Linked DNA regions of Ovis aries: region 1 is linked to region 2. Evidence: chromatin contacts called from public Hi-C data. All regions are on one chromosome and are shown on one strand. Each heading gives the region's core, a stretch centred on a gene start, on an enhancer-like site or on the middle of the called end of the contact. The rest is flanking DNA. Distances are from core to core; before and after follow the strand shown. Region 1 overlaps LPCAT3 (lysophosphatidylcholine acyltransferase 3). Region 2 holds the start of C1R (complement C1r).

The links. A called contact is a pair of places that touch in the nucleus more often than the background predicts.
Region 1: a Hi-C map of blood shows a contact between it and region 2, with 2.9 times the contacts expected there. The contact joins the enhancer-like site here to the promoter of C1R in region 2. A contact is called at or near these places in 5 of 16 Hi-C or Micro-C datasets (blood and skin fibroblasts).

The regions. Positions count from the first base shown.
Region 1 is chr3:209,310,847-209,314,722 of ARS-UI_Ramb_v3.0, reverse strand. All of the region lies in intron 1 of LPCAT3 (lysophosphatidylcholine acyltransferase 3), which reads right to left. Among named protein-coding and RNA genes, the nearest start is that of LPCAT3, 17 kb to the right of the region's middle. Within about 2 kb of position 1,357, at least 28 of the 54 cell types and tissues checked have an H3K27ac peak or open chromatin away from gene starts, as enhancers often do.
Region 2 is chr3:209,216,456-209,220,493 of ARS-UI_Ramb_v3.0, reverse strand. C1R (complement C1r) reads right to left here and starts at 1,651. Exons shown (of 11, transcript XM_042248206.2): 1 at 1,594-1,651; 2 at 648-876. The coding sequence starts at 1,595.

The DNA.
Region 1 (3,876 bases), core at 108-2,607, 95 kb before region 2:
ACCCTGCGCATTATGGACTCATGCCTTAAATACACGGCGCTTAGGACAAAGTCTCATTTGGCAAAATCATTATGTAATACAAGTTGCCATTCCTTACACTAGTGTTCCTTATTAAAACTATCACAAGTTCACAATCTCTTTTCCCAAAGTCCTTCTGTGTCTTTGGATCTCCCATAGCATGCTATCCTGCTTACTTCATTTTCTGATGGGTTGATCTACAGTAACTGGCACTTAACAGCGGTTTGAGGTGTCAGTTTCCTCATCTGTAAAATGGGGACAGGACCTGCTCCAGTGATTATGTAAGGGCTAAAGGGGATATTGCATATAAAGTAGTCAGCACAGTCTAAAATATTGTAAGCAGTCACAAAGTCTCACACACACACATGCAGATTCACATAGAAGGAGTCTGTAAATTAGGTCTTATCTGAGAAATTCTGATGAAAGTGGTATCAGGGGTTCCAAATCTAATCTTCTTTCCATGTGACAATCAAATGACTGAGGGATTTTCTTCCCATCTTCACTTTAAAAGAAGAGTCATTGTGTATTTATTTTAGAAAGATACTGACTCTGGCTTGCCAAGAGCACTTTCTCTAAAATGCAACATACGGTTAAATTAAGGCACTGGATAAACACCAGCTCTGAGGTTAAGATGAGATTTGACAGCCTGAATCCCAGTTCTGCTACTTACTAGCTGTCCCCCTTAGGCTGGTTGATGAGTTACTGCTTTTGGTCCTCAGTTTCACTGGTAGAGTATCTAGGTCCTGGCTCATATTTCAACCTGGTCCATATCAGATGCTCAGTGAGCATGAGATGGCATCAACCTCTCCTTTAACAGAGGCCTGCCCAGCAACCTCAACTGACTGGCCTCAAACACAGTGAGTGCCGATGGCTCCTGCAGGCCCACCTCCCATCAAGGCTCTCCCCAGAACTTCACACTCGTGTGCAATGCGGAGTGGGCACCCGCCTAACGGGACACCTCAGACGTAACAGGCCCCAAACTCAATTGCTGATGTCCTTCTCTCAGCAAGCCTGCTCCTCCCCTGGCTTCCTCATTTCAGCAAAGCTTTCTGCTCAGCCCTTCTGCTCACACAAGGCTGAGGCCCTGCCACCTTCCCCTGCTCCTGAGCCCCTCCCCTCCCCCAGGCAACCTCATCTGTCAGCAAACTCTGTCTGTTCTACCTGCAAAGTGAACCCAGAATCTGACCACTTCTGCCCCTGGTCCATGTTGGCACCATCCCTGGCCTGTGTTATTACTGTCGTCTCCTGACTCATCTCCCCCAGGGCCTTCACTCACGCTCTGCTCTGCAGGAGCTGAAGTCCAACCAGAATGCCAGACTGAGCTGCTTGCCCCTCCCCCACCGCTCTCTGACTCATCTCTGACTCTGGGCCACCCTTCCCGGAATGGCAGGCTTGTGCAAACCTTAGAGCCTTCACATTAATACGTTCTTGGCCTGGGATGCTCTTTCACCAATGAGCTCAAGTACCTCCAGGGCTTCAGGTTTTTACTGAAACGTCACCTTATCGGTGGGGCCTTCCCTGACCGGTATCTTGAGATCGCACACGCTGCCCCACCCTGTATGCCACCAACACACACTTCCTGTTTTTCTTTCCTACTTCATCTTTCCTATTTTCCCTTGGCACTTACTACTCTTCAACGTGCTGTATATTCTACTTATTGGTCTTTGAAGGCAAGATTTTTGTCTCTTTTTCCCCACACTGTACCGCAAGTGCCTTGTAGAGCTCCTGGTACAAAACAAGTTCTCAAAAATATTTGTTGAATGGATGAGAGAATAAAAGAATGAAAGAACAAATACTCGGTATCCTAGGGAGTGAATAAAATATGTATTGAGCATCCATTATGTGGTCAGCAATGCATTAGGCGAAAGGAGACTACGGTAGAGTTGTAAGAGATGCTTTCAGACTCTGAAAGAGCATTTTAGAGAGAAAAGAATACCAAGCAATGATGTTGTGTAAATGCTAAGTGATGGAAATGCCAATATTGTAGAGGTTGGAGAAGACAAGAGGTCAATAGTGAACAGAGCAGTCAGGATGAGCAGAGGAGAAACAAGGGAAGGGAGTTCCAAGGGAGAATTATGTACTAAAGAACCAGAGGCAGGAGAGGGCATGGAGCAGTCATGTCACTAGACCGGGCTGACTACAAGACGAAGGTTTGGAAAACCAGACAGAGTCAGAATTTGATATAATAGGGGGAAAAATCAAGAGGATTGGACTTCCCTGGTGGCTCAGAGGTAAAGAATCTGCCTGTGCCCATGCAAGAAATATGGGTTTGATTCCTGGGCTAGGAAGATCCCACATGCTACGGAGCAACTAACCCGAGGTGCCACAACCACTGAGCCTGTGCTCTAGAGCCTATGTGTCACAACCACTGAAGCCTGAAAGCCCCAGAACCCATGCTCTGCACAGAAGAGGCCACTGCAAGGAGAAGCCGAGAAATGCAACTAGAGAGTAGCCCCCGCTCACTGCATCGAGAGAAACGCCCATGCAGCAGTGAAGACCCAGTGCAGCCAAAAATAACCTGAGCTCATCACCTGTTTCCGGTCTACCCACTTCTGCCTCGGCCCTCAGCGATGGGCTAACATACCCCCAGCCCAGGCCAACTCACCCTCACCTCTTGTGAGAAGATCTGGTTCACAGGGTCAATGGGCTCCTTAGAGTAAAATGACTGAAACCGATCTCAAACTCAAAATTCATACTTACTGTCAGAGGTAAAGGGATGGGAGACAACGGATCCCCCCCAAAAGGCTATGTCCGTCCATCACTGCTCTTAGGGATAGTTCACTGACAAAATTATGGCAACTCTGGAATTTCTAGCTAAAAAGGATGGATGGAAAAATCTGTTTCAGCCTTATATCATCTGGATGCTGAAATTTTTCTAAACTATGAAAAAACCATTCCCACAGATAATGGGTATTTTGCTTTGGACAATGGAAGGCCACTTTCAGGATCAAGTTTCAGTTCAATTTTCCTAAGAATCACAGACTAGAATATAAAACAGGACTGCTTTTGAACATGTCTTATTTGCATTATTTATTATCTTTGGTCACGTGGCATGTGGGATCTCACCTCCCCAACCAGGGACGCTCCCTTAATTGGAAGTGCAGAGTCTTAACCACTAGATGGCCAGGGAAGTGGCCATCTAACGGCTTATTGGCATTGACAGTTTATTTTTTATCACATATTTCCACATGCTAGCTTTCTCATGATTATTTCTGCTGTGAAGAACTGCCATTCACATTTCTTTCACCAAAGTGGAAATTCCTCATACTGAAGAGCTACACAGAGGAAAGGAGGACGAATGGAGATAGGAAGGAGAGTGAAGCCCTGTGCGACTCTGGCTCTTTGTGGTGATAGGTGACTGATTGGTTACTGACCACACTGTCAGCTGGGGGAACACTGGGACATTTTGGACCTGGAGGTGGGGTGACCCTCACCTCTGGAATTTGTTCACAATGGTCCTGTCTCTATTCAGCAGATTAAGCCTTGTTGATGGTATGGCCAAGGAGACAACACAGCTGCCCCACTCCAACAGTCCTCTGTGGCTCAGGCTGAGTCACATGCTGAATGGTTATTCCTAGGATTCAGATTCTTTGAACCCATGAAACCTTATAAATCACTGACTCCAAACCCTTCATTAGAGAGAGAAGAAAGCAAAGCCCAAAGGGGCTAACTGGCTTGCCTCAGGTTAATAGAGCAGAGCCCCAGTTAGAACCCATATCACTTGATTTCTGTGCTGACACTCCTGTTACAGGCCTTGGCACCTGGCGGAGGCCAGCAAATACATCACTAGGCATTGCTGTCGTTCAGTCACTCAGTCATGTTCGACTTGTTTCGACCCCATGGGCTGTAGCCCGCCAG
Region 2 (4,038 bases), core at 402-2,901:
TGTGTTGTGCAGCACGTGGAATCCTAGTTTCCCACCTAAGTTCCCCAGGAATCAAACCTGGGCCCCCTGCCTTGGGAGCACAGAGTTTTAGCCGCTGGATCACTGGGGAAGTCTCCAGGAAACTCATTTTTATTGGATGTAGAAAGAGGGACTGGGACGGGCCCTTGGTCGTGACAGAGGAGAGAGGACTGAGCCCACTGTCCTGGCTGCAGACCACCCTTGAGCCACCACCACACACAAGCCGCTTTCCCACGTCCCTGTGTTCCTGGTGAGGAGGCAGCCATGGAGTGGTGACACTCTCCATGGCAACAGGGAAACTGAGGCAAGGATGTTTCCAAAATCCTCCGGGCAAGTAAGCAGACAGGGAAGGTTTTTCTGACTCCTGTGTACAGTACATTCCCCAAGAACAGGGCTTGTCCCCTCCCTCTCTGTTTCTCCCCTCTTTGCTCCACGATGGTCTCTCAGACCAGTGGCCTCCCATCCTCGATACCCCTGGACTTCCAGAGCCCCACCTGGCCATCAGCTTTCACCAGCTTGGGGCTGTGTCCCCAGGCAGGGTGTCCTATCCAGGCTGGTCAGAACCCGGGTCCCCAGGTTCCAGAGACACTCAGTTCTCCCTCTGCCCACCCCCCTCATCTGCCCCCTACCTTGACATAGTCATAGAAACAACCATCCGAAGGCTCCAGGTCAAACTGCCAGAAGACAAGCTTCACTCTGTACCCCGTGGGTACTGTGATCACAGTGGTCCTCTCAAAATTGTTAGGGTAAGGCTTGGGGAACAGAGGGGACATCACCTCCCCGTAGAGCCTCTGAGGGGTGGGGATGGCGCCTCCAACCCCGAAGAACAGGACCGGCAGCAGGAGGTATAAGAGCCACCTGCCAAAAGGGAAAAGGTGTCTGTAGGGTGGGAGGGGTGCAGACCCTTGCTCTCTGGTAGGGGATGGGATTGCCGTACCGCTGGGCATTTTCCTCTTGGTCCATTCTAGATCTCAGGGAGATGTCCTAGGGTGGGTGGGGAGGCTGCAGGGGGCAGGCTGGTCTCTGCAGCTGCTGCACTGGGCGCTCCTCCCCGGGGCCAGTGTCCAGTCCAGAGGTCATCACGCTCCCCCCACCTCTCTCCCCAGCCTCCTCCCTGCCCTGTTGCATCACTCTGCTCCCCTTCCAGGAATTGGGCTGGCTTGGACCAGTAAACTAAGGGTGAGGGTTTCCAGTCATGGTCTCTGAAATGGCTCCCACATGCTCAGCAAGGCCTCTGGGAGAGACCGCCTATGGAAGAGGGTCTCAGGTACAGAGGCTGACTGTCTAGACCGAGGGACGGGCTCCCCCAACCCCACCTTGCTGCTCCCTATGAGCTGGAGGAGGAAGGCAGTGTGACCTCACCTCCTGGGGCTGAGTCTCCTTTCTCCTCTGGAGGAGAGATGGGGCATGCATTTTCGAGCGTGCACGTGTGGGCACACTGGAGGAATCAGGTGTATGGGGAGGGTCAGGGTGCTCGCACCTCCCTGAGTAAGTCTGGGACAGGGGGCCCCCTGTGCCCAGGCTCGTCCCCTCTGGTGTCTCCCTCCCTCCTTGGTTCCCACCAGGCTTACTCACATTTCTTAAGGCCTGTTGTTGGATCCCTGACTCTCGTGACAGCGTCTTCATGCACTCTGGGTGCAGAGAGAGCAGGGTCACGCAGAGCAGGGAAGGGGGAGGGAGGGACTGTGGAGGGGGAAGGGGTGACCGTTCCGGGATGAATGTTGTAGGGAACGAGCCATTTGCATAAACAAAACCAAAAAAGAAAAAAAAGAAATTCTGTTTCGGTTTAGTTTTGGTTGTGAAATGCCTGATGGTGCTGCCACCTGCTGGCCTTCAGGGTAAGGGCTGGAGAAGGTTCTGCATTTTTAGGGATAGAAAAGCCTTGGGTTGGAGGCCCAGATGCCCCTTTCTGAATCTGATGGGAATCCCGCCCCCTTTCTTCAGGGCCCTTTCTGGTGACTGCGGCTGAGTGTTCAGGGTTCCTACCCAAAGAACAGTGGAAATCGCAGTTGAGGGGGGTCTTTTGTGACCCTCTCTTCTCCTTTAACCCCATTCTCCCTGTCCTTAGTTAGCCAGAAGCTCTGGTACAGGAATGATCAGGGATCAATGCCCAGGATAATGGGACAAGAGCAAGGATTAGAGATGGGGAGTGCAGGAGGGTGCAGAGGAGAGAGAAGCTTGCTTGATCTAGGGTCCCACCCTGCTTCCCTCAGCAATGACACTTAGAGGGAACTTATCTGAAGTTCTAGTGGTTAAAACTCTGTGTTTCCAATCCCTGGTCAGGGAACTAAGATCCCACATGCCATGTAGTGTAGCTAATAAAGAAATTAAAAAAAATGACACGTAGAACAGGGACTGCTGTGACCCCAAAGCACCAGTAGGGTCTGGTTTAAGACCCTCCTTGGGCTTCCCTGGTAGTCCAGGAATTAAGACACCCAGCTTCTCAAGCAAGCAGCATGGCTTTGATCCCTGGTCAGGGTACTAAGATCCCAGCAAAAAAAAAAAAAAAAGACAAAGGCCCTTCCTCCCCTCTCAATGGACTCAGGCCTGCTAATGAGCTTGTCCCTTAGGGAAACAAGGGCAGCTGAGGATGGGATGGAGATATTCTCAGCATCTGGTCCAGAGTGTGAGCCCCTGAGGGTCATGGCGCCAGGGGCTGAGCAAACAGGCTGGCTGTGGACCACCAGTTGTGGATGTGACTGGTAATGGAAGTAAAGTCTGATGCTGTAAAGAACAATATTGCATAGGAACCTGGAACGTTAGGTTCAGAATCAAGGTAAATTGGAAATGGTCAAACAGGAGATGGCAAGAGTGAACACTGACATTTTAGGAATCAGTGAACTAAAATGGACAGGAATGGGAGACTAGGAGGAAGAGTAGGTCAGATGACCGTTATGTCTACAACAGTGGGCAAGATTCCCTTAGAAGAACTAGAGTAGCTCTCATAGTCAACAAAAGAGCCCCAAATGCAGTACTTGGGTGCAATCTCAAAAAAATGACAGAATGCAAAGAAATAGAGGAAGACAATAGAATGGAAAAGACTAGAGATCTCTTCAAGAAAATTAGAGATACCAAGGGAACATTTCATGCAAAAATGGGCACAATAAAGAATATGGTATGACCCTAACAAGCAGAAGATATTAAGAAGAGGTGGCAAGAATACACAGAAGAACTATACAAAAAAGATCTTCATGACCCAGATAACCACGATGGTGTGATCACTCACCTAGATCCAGACAATCTGGAATGGGAAGTCAAGTCGGCCTTAGGAAGCGTTACTATAAACAAAGCTAGTGGAGGTGATGGAATTCCAGCTGAGCTCTTTCAAATCCTAAAAGATGATGCTGTGAAAGTGCTGCACTCAATATGCCAGCAAATTTGGAAAACTCAACAGTGGCCACAGGACTGGAAAAAGTTAGTTTTCATTCCAATCCCAAAGAAAGGCAATGCCAAAGAATGCTCAAACTACTGCACACTTGCACTCATCTCACACGCTAGCGAAGTAATTTTGAAAATTCCACGCTCACTGCAACAGTATGTGAACCGAAAACTTCTAGATGTTCAAGCTGGATTTAGAAAAGACAGAAGAACCAGAGATCATATTGCCAACATCTGTTGGATCATAGAAAAAGCAAGAGAGTTCCAGAAAAACATCCAAATGTGCTTTATTGACTATGCCAAAGCCTTGAACTGTGTGGGTCACCACAAACCGTGGAAAATTCTGAAAGAGATGGGAATACCAGACCACCTTACCTGCCTCCTGAGAAATCTGTATGCAGGTCAAGAAGTAACAGTTAGAACTGGACATGAAACAAACTGGTTCCAAATTGGGAAAGGAGTATGTCAAGGCTGTATATTGTCACCCTGCTTACTTATTTAACTTATATGCAGAGTACATCATGTGAAATGAAGTACATTTCATTTCTGGCTGGATGAAGCACAAGGTGGAATCAAGATTGCTGGGAGAAATATCAGTAACCTCAGATATGCAGATGACACCACCCTTATGGCAGAAAGCAA